Regions from separate parts of the Oryctolagus cuniculus genome. Here region 2 is linked to region 1. Evidence: chromatin contacts called from public Micro-C data. All regions are on one chromosome and are shown on one strand. Each heading gives the region's core, a stretch centred on a gene start, on an enhancer-like site or on the middle of the called end of the contact. The rest is flanking DNA. Distances are from core to core; before and after follow the strand shown.

Region 1 (4,781 bases), core at 1,727-4,226:
TCCGCCTTTTCCTGGCATTTTTTCCCATCCACATAGGCTGTTCTGGAAGCACGGTGGATTGCACTCTCACCACGGACTGTAGGACCTGCAGGTGAACTCTGCTTTGCTGAAATGTCAGAACAATGGGGGCTTCTATTATTTGAGTTCTTAAGATCTCATCAGTTGTCCCCCAGCGTGCACAAGGTCTCCACCTCCCCTCTCTTCAATAATGAGGGCAACCTAACAACCCCGCTAGGTCGCTTGAGTTTCTTCTCTGGTCTAAGATGCCACCACTAACCCAGTCTTTCCTAGGGGATCTTGGAAGGGTCCCTCATCACTCAAGCCTACAAATCAATGGCAGATACGATTTAATAGGAGCTCATTCATTCAAAAACAGCAGAGTGCCTACTATGTGATAGGCACTGTCTAGATGCTGGGAAGCCAATACAAGCCAGAGAAGGATCCCCTCCTAGAACTCCTAGAGGCTGGCGCCGCGGCTCACTAGGCTAATCCTCTGCCTTGCGGCGCCAGCACACCGGGTTCTAGTCCCGGTCGGGGTGCCGGATTCTGTCCCGGTTACCCCTCTTCCAGGCCAGCTCTCTGCTGTGGCCAGGGAGTGCAGTGGAGGATGGCCCAAGTGCTTGGGCCCTGCACCCCATGGGAGACCAGGAGAAGCACCTGGCTCCTGCCATCCGCAGCGGCCATTGGAAGGTGAACCAACGGTAAGGGAAGACCTTTCTCTCTCTCTCTCTCATTGTCCACTCTGCCTGTCAAAAAAACAAAACAACTCCTAGAAATGTTTTGTTTCTTATCCCAGAGATTTCTGACCTCAACAATGGACAAAGTCCTGGTTTGGCTTGAAGATAGGAGCAGCAGTCTCTGAGTTTGGGAGGGAGCCACACTTCGCTGGGTTGGGGGGGGGGGTCCCCCAGGATCCTGAAGTCATACAACATAACCCACCTTCTCCGAAGTGAGGCCTGGCTGGAGACATCAAGGACCGGCTTAATCGTCACTTTCCTTGGGGTTTGTCAGGCTCAGCAAAAGGGGGTTTGGTTCTGTCACAGGCAAGAGTGGAGAAGGGCACAGGGCCCAAGACCACCGCTCAACTATTGCTCAGGAAGATATCGCCCCCTCGTGGTTCCTCCTCTAACTGAGGGAGGAGCAGGCCGCGGACAGGGCTGCCAGCCCAGGCCAACACATCAGAAGGCAGACACAGCTTCCGGACTCCCCGTAGCCTCGCCCCTCGGAACATCTTCAGCTGCGGCTTCAACAGCCTCCTCCTAGGTTATTCTCATCGATGTGCAATGCACCTTCATTCCCAGAGAGATCGGTGACACCGTGGCAGCAGTTAGAGAAAAACTTTTTTTTTTCCCGGATAGAAAACTTTTCTTTCAAAATCTGCAGACCTCAAAGAACAAACCCGGTACATACCATGGTATTTCAAAAAAGCTCATGGAAAGATGGAATGAAAATATACATTTACCAGGCTGCAAAAAATTGGGGGGGGGGTTGGAAATTCATGCATAGTTTTTTTTCATAGTAAGCATTTTCCATGAACTTTGTGAAACTCTCTTGTAAATCCAAGAAGATTATTGAATGGCCCTTCCTGATCCCCTTAAAGCAAAAGATGTTTGTGCTCTGCCAGGATGTTGTTGCTTTGGAGTTGTTCCTGGTATCTGGTCTCCACAACTCCATTTTCAGCTCCCTACAGGCAGGGTCTTATCTTCTGCTGTCACCCCCACCCCCACCAGCACTCAAAGCTGTATAAGCTCTGGAGGGGGGAGGGGAGGCAAGATAAAGGGCAGGCCAGTCAATAAATAGAAACTGTGATAGGTGCTGTGCAGGAAGGAATTCCTGGGAGCGGGAGGCGGCGCTGAACGAACTAGTTGCGAGTTGTAAGGTTATACATTTGTAGCAGTCAAGTTTAGACGCATAACTGGACCCATAAGACAAAAGGCTCCAGGCCCAGAAGAAATGGAAATTTTCTTCATAATGATGTTAGCATCCATGTTGTAAGCCTACAGCGGGCAGGAGGGTGTGAGGCGTGCCCCCCACACTCCGGGGTAACTGCACCCATTTCACGGACGAGAAAATAAAGTAGGCAGTCCCCCAGAGGCGCGGCGGGAACACTAGGCGGGCGCCTCGCTTTGCCCGAATGCCTTGACCCTCCAGGGCTGCCTGCCAAGACTCGTTTAGAAAAGTGCCCACTGTGTGCCGGGGGGCTCATTTAAACAGCCGCGGGATTAGCCGGATAAACAGGGCTCGGTCTCCTTTGCCAGGAAGGCGCTCCCCAAAGAGAGGCCAGGTGAACAATCAACTCCAGAGCGGGCCGGCGGGGGGCTCGCGGGGGGCTCACGGGGGCCCGGCTGTCCCCGGCGTTCCTCCGTCCCGGGCCTCCAAGCCCTCGCCCCGAGGGCGCGACCCGCGTCTCAGCCCCTACCGGCGAGGAGCCCGGGGGCGCGCAGCTCCCTCGTGGAAAGCAGGCAAACAAAAGTGGCACATCCCAGCCCCCGGTCCGCGCACGGCCAGGGCCCGGCTCCCCGAAGCCCCCTCTCCGAGCCGGGGCGCGGGGGACGCCGCGTGCGCCCGGGGACCCGGCTCTCCAGCCTCCCTTGCTCAGCCCGCCCGGCCCTCGCTCTGCCGTCGAGCCGGGGCCGGGGTCGGCCGCTTCCGCTCCGCGCCGCCGCCCCTCCCCGGCGCGCGCCATCCGGCCCGGGCCGCGCCGACTCCGCGGCCCCTCCTCCCGCCGGGGGGCTTCGGCGGCCCCCGTCCCGTCCCTGCGGGCTGACGGCGGCAGCCCACGTCCAGGGAGGGCGGAGGGAGGCGGAGAGGGAGGGGAGAGCGGAGAGGGGAGGGAGGGAGGCGAGAGAAAGGAGCTGCAGCGGACTCGGACTTCCCAAAGCCGGCCAGGAGCGCGCAGCCAGCGGCTCTCCGCGTCCCAGCGTCCCAGCCGCGGCCGGCGCCTCCTCCTCCTCCTCCTCCTCTCCGGCCGCCCCATCCCTTCCTTCCAGCCTCGCTCTGCTCCGGCAGCGGCAGCCCCCAGCCCCAGCTCTCCGCGCTCACTCCTGGGACGCGCGCCCTCGCCCCATCCTCTCTTCCTCCCTCCCTCCCTTCCTTCCTTCCCTCGCGCCCGCCCTCCCGCCCCAGGTCTCCCTCCCGGTCGCGATTGTCTCCGCGCCCCGCTCGGCCGGCCCGCGCCCGCGCCCTGCCCGCACTTCCTCCCCGAGTCGCCCGCCGCCGTCGTCTGCGCGCCGCGGGAGCCCAGCCCGAGCCTTCGCAGCCCCGCGGCGCCCGCCCGAGGCAGCCCCGGCGCCCCGGGGAAGGCAGAAGCGGGCGAGCGCGCCCTCGCCCAGCCCCGCGCCCCAGCCCTGCCCGGCGACGAAGGACCGGGAAGATGAACAACGGCGGCAAAGCCGAGAAGGAGAACACCCCGAGCGAGGCCAACCTCCAGGAGGAAGAGGTAGCGGTGGCCCGGGCGGGCGGCGGGGCGCGTCCGGGGGCCGGCGCGCCGTGGCCCCGGCTGGGTGCGTCTCCAGGGCGCGGGTTCTGGGGGTGTCCGCGCACCCTGCGCTGCGTGACTTGCAGAACTTTGCGGAGACACCCTCCAAGTAGAATGCTCGGCTTTGTGTGCCCGGGATTTTAAAAGCGGAATCGAGAGCTGACTCCTGGGTGACCTCAGGTTACTGGGACCCGAGGGTCAGGGCTTCTCTGAGCGCCAGGGGCTGGAAGCCGGCGGGAGGGAGTGCGTGTGTCTGTGTGCGTGCGTGCGGGCGGCTTTGGGAAGGAGTTGGGGAGAAGCTCTGTTAGGGGCTGGCGCTGGCGCCGGTGTGAAAAGTTCTTGGCCAAGTCTCTCCGGAGCCGGGGCGTGTGTGGATTCATCGATAACTCGCCGCCCGCGAGGCGGGAACCCCCGAACCCCGGGCTGTGGTAGACTTCGGGGGCGGGGTGTGGATGTGGGGAGCAGAATGAGAGGGGCCGAAAGCGTCGCTCCCGGAATGCTGGCCAGGACGCTGCGGTAGGACTTTGATTTGGGTTGTGCGTCCGGGATCCTGGAGGGGAGACAGCTTGCAGTTGGGGGGCACTTGCCTTTGGCAAACGCGAAGCCGAGGAAGTGTGGGGAAGGGGTGTGCGGGACGCACGTTCCAGAACTCCGTAGTTAGGGGATGATTGTGGGGTTTCTCAAATGACTGTTCCCGCAGCCCCAGAAACAGTGCCTCCGCTCACTTGCTGAGTTCCCTCGAAGTTGGGGCTCTCAGCCTTCCGCCAAGAGCTCGCGCGCGTGTGTGCGGGAGCCAGAGAGCGTGCGGTGCGCGCGGGCGGCGAGGCGGTGCCGCAGCGCCGGGCCCGAGAGTTGGAAGTGGACCTCGTGCAGGAATCCCTCAGCCCTTTTAAGTCGTCCACGTGTAAAATTGGAGCTATTTAATTAAATAGGAGAGACAGGCGAAGACCATGCAAAACAATGCAAAAGGTAGCGCCGTGGAGCAGCGTTGTCACCTGGGTGAGTTAGTAAGCTGAGAATTGGCTCCTGGAGGAAATCGCCTGTTTTATGACAAAGCTTTATTTTGAAAAGCTGTTTGCCCCTTCTTGTTTGGTGCCTGCAAATGTAGGACTACTCGTGACAGTGCTTTTAAAAAGACACCAAGGCTGGAATTCCAAATTCCACTTTCTGGCTTCTCTACTGTTTAGTTTATTTTCCCTGTCCTTTAAAAACTGAAAAATGATGGCAAATTTGCATTTTCAGGAATTGGCATGTGCAGCTAATTCACTTAACCCGTCAAGAGAATCATTGCTTCAGAAACCTT
Region 2 (4,859 bases), core at 288-2,787, 110 kb after region 1:
AGGGCTAAGCTGCCACTCAGGATACCCACATCCCATATCCAGTGCCTAGGATGGAGTCCACCCACCCTTTCTGATCCACCTTCCTGCTAAGGTACATGGTGGCAGGCAGCAGGTGTTACTGCTCCAGCCCTTCAGTTCTTGCCACCCATGTGGGAGGCCCACATGGAGTTCAGGCTCCTGGCTTTTGGATATTATAAGCATCTGGGGAAGTGAACTGAGATGGAAGATATCTGTCTCTCCTCCCACCCTGTCACTGTGCATTTCAAGTAAATAAACATTTTTTAAATTATGTATGTATATAAAAATTTCAGACAAAATTGTACAGAGATGTGTACCTCCTGCCCTCTGTCCCCCATCATGTTGGTCACCACATGTTACTAGTAACAGACTGATTGTCCCATTTATGGCCTTTTAAAATAAGTGTGCCCAGGTCTGCCCCAGTCTCACCAGTTTTTTTCTGTAAACGGATGATTTTGTTGCCTCTAAATCTCCTTGTCAAGGACTGATAGGCTAGCCATTTGGTTTTTGTTTTGTTTTGACAGGCAGAGTTAGACAATAAGACAGAGACAGGTCTTCCTTCCGTTGGTTCACCCCACAAATGGCCGCTACGGCCCACGCACTGCGCCAATCCAAAACCAGGAGCCAGGTGCTTCCTCCTGGTCTCCCATGCGGGTGCAGGGCCCAAGCACTTGGGCCATCCTCCACTGCCTTCCCGGGCCACAGCAGAGAGCTAGACTGGAAAAGGAGCAACTGGGACAGAACTGGCACCCCAACCAGGACTAGAACCCAGGGTGCTGGCACCGCAGGCAGAGGATTAGCCTAGTGAGCCGCGGCGCCGGCCTGGGCTGGCCATTTGTGAGGACCCTGGGGTAGCCGATAGTTTGCAGAGCTATCGAGGTGACTCAGCCCTGGCCACCTCCATTTTCGTTACCTGCACACTCACGCTTGATATTCCCAGAAGAACAAACACATCTCATCACTGTGGGCAGCATCTGTCCCGGACATAGTAACCATGCTTCCGTGCAGGACACTGAGACCAACCCCCAGGGCCCTTCCCACAGAGGGACCAGCAGGTGGGCCATCGCACTGGAACCCCCCTGCCTGCTTCACGCCTGATCTGGGTCTGCCCCTCCATGGAGCTCATCTTTTCCTGCCACTAGTAGCGCCCTCCACTGGCAGCATCAGCACTCCCTGGGAACGTGTTGGAAATGCAGCTGCTCAGGTTCCAGCCCACACAAATCACAGAGGCGAATGTTTTGGGGGTGGGGGCGTCCCAGTGCTCCTTAGCAAGTCTCCCAGTAGGGCCCACGAGGTCCTTTATTATCTTCCCCCAGCCTGCTGGTGCAGCCATCTGCCTCTGGCCGCCCCCAGCACACATCCTCGCTGCATCCTGTCCCATAGGAATTTGCTGAGCCCTTTCCTGGACTGCCACCTGTTGAACTTCTGCTCTTCCCATGGCTCCCCAGGCCTTTTCTGCCCTGCGCAAAGCTGTCTGGCATCACCTTAGATACACAGGCAGCCATTATGTTGTTGGCCATGTTGTCTTCTCCATGGCTTGGCCTTGGGCGGAGAGCTCACCATCTGCCAAGCCTGGATTGGTTGAGCCAGTTGGCAGTCAGCGTAGCCGGTTGGTCACACCCAGCTGTTTGCTGGTAACGTGTTATCCTGAAGTTCATGTATTACCGATTGTCCATGCGTAGATAAGGAAGAGGAAGGTTGTCACTTGGCAGTAACCTTATCCTACAGCATTCGGTGTGAGCGTACTGTAGCCAGAGAAGACGCTCGCTAGGTTTTAATTAAAAGCACAAGGCATTTCTTTTTCATGACTGCTTCCTGTCTGCTTCTTCCTCTCCCCTTGTCTTCCTCTTCTTCCACGCTCTCGCTCCCCCTGCACCTCTCTGTGTCCTCCTCCTCCTCCTCTTCCTCCTCCTCTGGCATTTAAACAGTTTTTGGCTTCACTGACCTCTACGGATAGAAACTCAGCGGAGCAGGATATTGGTTACCAAATATGGTGTTGCTGGTAAAGATGTTGGAGGAATGTGGCTTGTATTCTAAGCCTCTGCCTCTGCATAAGCTGCCAAGCAAATTAGGTCATTTTAACTTTTGGGTTTTTTTTTTTTTTTTTTTTTTTTAAACGAGGATGCTGGAACTTTGCTCTGGAACATGCTGTTGTTGTTATTTTAGCTCAGACAAGATGAGGGGGGCGGGGAGCGGACCAGAGCTTTCTGATGCAGACTGCCAGCCCAGGTTGTGTCCCGGGCGAGCTCGAGTGCGGAGCCTCGGCTGACTCCGGAGCGGCAGATGTGCAGCCTTGCTGTGGGAGGCGCGGGGGTCCCAGGGGACCACGGCCAGGCCCCAGGATGCCCTGCGCTGCCTGGCTGCTGCGTCACTGTGCGCTTGGGGCTCCGGGGTAGCTTCTGCTCGGGGAGGGTGAAACAGCCGGCAGGCCAGCACTCTGTGTGTCTCAGCACGTGGAGGTGGAGGCCCGCGTCTTTCCCAGGGGCCGCGCTGCACAGGCCCAGCTCTTCAGCGCCATATTTGGAAATCCTCCCCTGGGGATCACAGTCCTAGCTCGGAAGCCCTGTGAGAGGCCTGGCGGTGGGCGCAGGCCAGAGCTGGTGCTGTGTCACAACACAGCCCTGTCTCTTCCCTTCTAGACAGTCCTGGTCTAGAACTTACGGCACCGAGCTCCCCCGCTAGCACCCCAAAAAGGAGCATTCACCGAGAACTCACTGCTGTGTTCTTCGGCCGCGGGGACATCCCGTGTGGCAGCGGGGAGACCTGTGCATGGGGTCTCCCCTCCTCCCGCCCACCACCCTCTGGTGGTTCCCTCTCAGAATGCTTCACTCCAGACCCTGAAGAAATCCCCCCCCCGGAAGGTGGGGCTCAGGTGCTGTGGCTGTGACACCTGAGGACCTCTCTCCTCCTCCCCCACCCCTGGCTGCCACCTCTCACTGCCTATACTACGTCGTTCACAGCCTTATCTTTGGGTCTTTGAAGCTGAGCCTGTGACGTGCAGAGTCGCCCAGTCCTGGGCTACGGAATGAGAAGTTCTTACTCTATCCTTGAGGACATCCGGTGCCCTCAGGTCCATGTGTGTACAGGGCTGGGCCAAGCGGAAGCCAGGAGCCTGGAACTCCATCGGGGTCTCCCACGTGGGTGGCAGGGGCCCAGGGCCATCTTCTGCTTTCCCAGGCACGTTAGCAGGGAGCTGGGTCGGAAGCAGGGTAGCTGCATTCGGATACAGGATGCCAGCAGCTTAACCTGCTGTGCCTGAATCTTGTCTTTTAACAGTGTCAGTGGTTGGTTTTGTTGAATGTGATTGGTTTTTGCTGAACTGCAATAATAGGATCAAGGGTAATTGGCAATTACTGTTCCCTTTGGCCTGTGTAATCTTTCTGCAGCCAGCAAGCCAACTCTAATCAAAGTCAGAGCTTTGCTACAGCAAGGCATTTAGATTTTATATGAGTTTATAAGCTAACTGGAATCAAAGGACATTTGTTACATTGAAATCTGACAGCCATTTCATTCCTGTCTCCTGAGGAACGCAGAGTACTTGTGTTACCGTTATAAAGTTCCGTGATTAGACAGGGGGTGGGAATCTTGTTCTCCACCTATAGGCAATGAAGAGCACTGAGAAATTAACTCTGTTGTCCTTCAGTGTGTGGACGCCGGTGGCCGCCCCAGCCTCCTGGATACCAGGTGTCAGAGCTACACAGTACTTCGTTCTCGTGGGATCAGTCACAGTTTTCATTCTTGCTGGTGGCCAGTTCCTCAAAGTTGTTAATGGTGCTAGGAATTTGCTGACCCAAAATTTGAAAATTGAACCAGAAAGGTGTTTTTTTTTGTTTTGTTTTTTGTTTTTTTTTGTCTCCCAGAAAAAAGGAGTTTGTTGAAAATCCCGGTAACTGAAGTTTGTAATTAAGCTGAATTCCTTGATTTTTCTGGACCCTCCGTGCTGTGCATTTTTGTGTATTTCCCTGAAAGCGGTGAGAGTGAGAGCTCTCCTTGGCCTTTTTTTTTTAGGGACAGGCCAGGGTGTGCTGGTGTGTTTATTTTGTCACCAATCCGGTTTGACGCGAAGGAAATGAAAACATCTCCCATTTGTTCTTTATTTCCAAAGGGCATCCGCTTCGATCCTGAAATACCGCAAACACTACGACTCGAGTTTGCTAAGGCAAACACGAAGATGGCCAAGAACAAACTAGTAGGGACTCCAAACCCCAGCACTCCTCTGCCCAACACTGTACCTCAGTTCATCGCCAGAGAGCCGTGTAAGTGGATCCACTTTTATTTTGGGAAGAGAAGCCAGGGGTTGTGCACGGGCTGCTGTGTGTGAGGTGACTCCTTGGGCGTGGAGTCTCCTGTCCTCTCCGCCTGTCTGAGTTCCAAACCCAGCATTCTTGTCGTGACCGGCTGCCCCGGAGAGGGTGTGGCCTGAGCAGAACCCATACCCTGAAACTCGCGCTTGCTGTGCAGTGGGTTTCCCGAGTGTGATGCTGACCACTGTGAGTCCGCCCCTGTTTGCTTTGCGGTAGGAATCCTCTGTTCCCCCGCTCCTTGGACGTCGGAGCTGGTGCTCAGCATTCACTTTTCTCCTTGTGTTCAAAGGCATCAGTTCTGTGTCTATCAAAAGTGAAAGAGGTGGGGCCGCCATGGTGGCAGAGCAGGTTAAGCCACCGCCAGCAGTGCCAGCATCCCATACAAGCACTGCTCCGCTTCTGATCCAGCTCCCTGCTAACGCGTCTGGGAAAGCAGCAGCAGATAGCCCAAGTGCTAGTGCCCCTGATGTGGCCATTTCGGGAGCGAACCAGCAGATAGAAGATTTCTCTCTTACCAATTTGCCTTTCAAATAAATG

What was found. A called contact is a pair of places that touch in the nucleus more often than the background predicts.
Region 2: a Micro-C map of ear pinna shows a contact between it and region 1, with 2.2 times the contacts expected there. The contact joins the enhancer-like site here to the promoter of LOC138848503 in region 1.

What each region holds. Positions count from the first base shown.
Region 1 is chr2:80,424,083-80,428,863 of mOryCun1.1, forward strand. It overlaps LOC138848503 (collagen alpha-2(I) chain-like), which reads right to left and starts at 2,977. Exons shown (of 2, transcript XM_070068518.1): 1 at 1-2,977. The coding sequence starts at 2,977. The coding sequence ends at 2,207. It overlaps RBPMS (RNA binding protein, mRNA processing factor), which reads left to right and starts at 3,092. Exons shown (of 8, transcript XR_007918162.2): 1 at 3,092-3,439.
Region 2 is chr2:80,538,319-80,543,177 of mOryCun1.1, forward strand. RBPMS (RNA binding protein, mRNA processing factor) reads left to right here. Exons shown (of 8, transcript XR_007918162.2): 5 at 4,124-4,274. Among named protein-coding and RNA genes, the nearest start is that of RBPMS, 110 kb to the left of the region's middle. Within about 2 kb of position 1,538, at least 4 of the 8 cell types and tissues checked have an H3K27ac peak or open chromatin away from gene starts, as enhancers often do. A contact at or near this core is called in ear pinna, where this site is marked.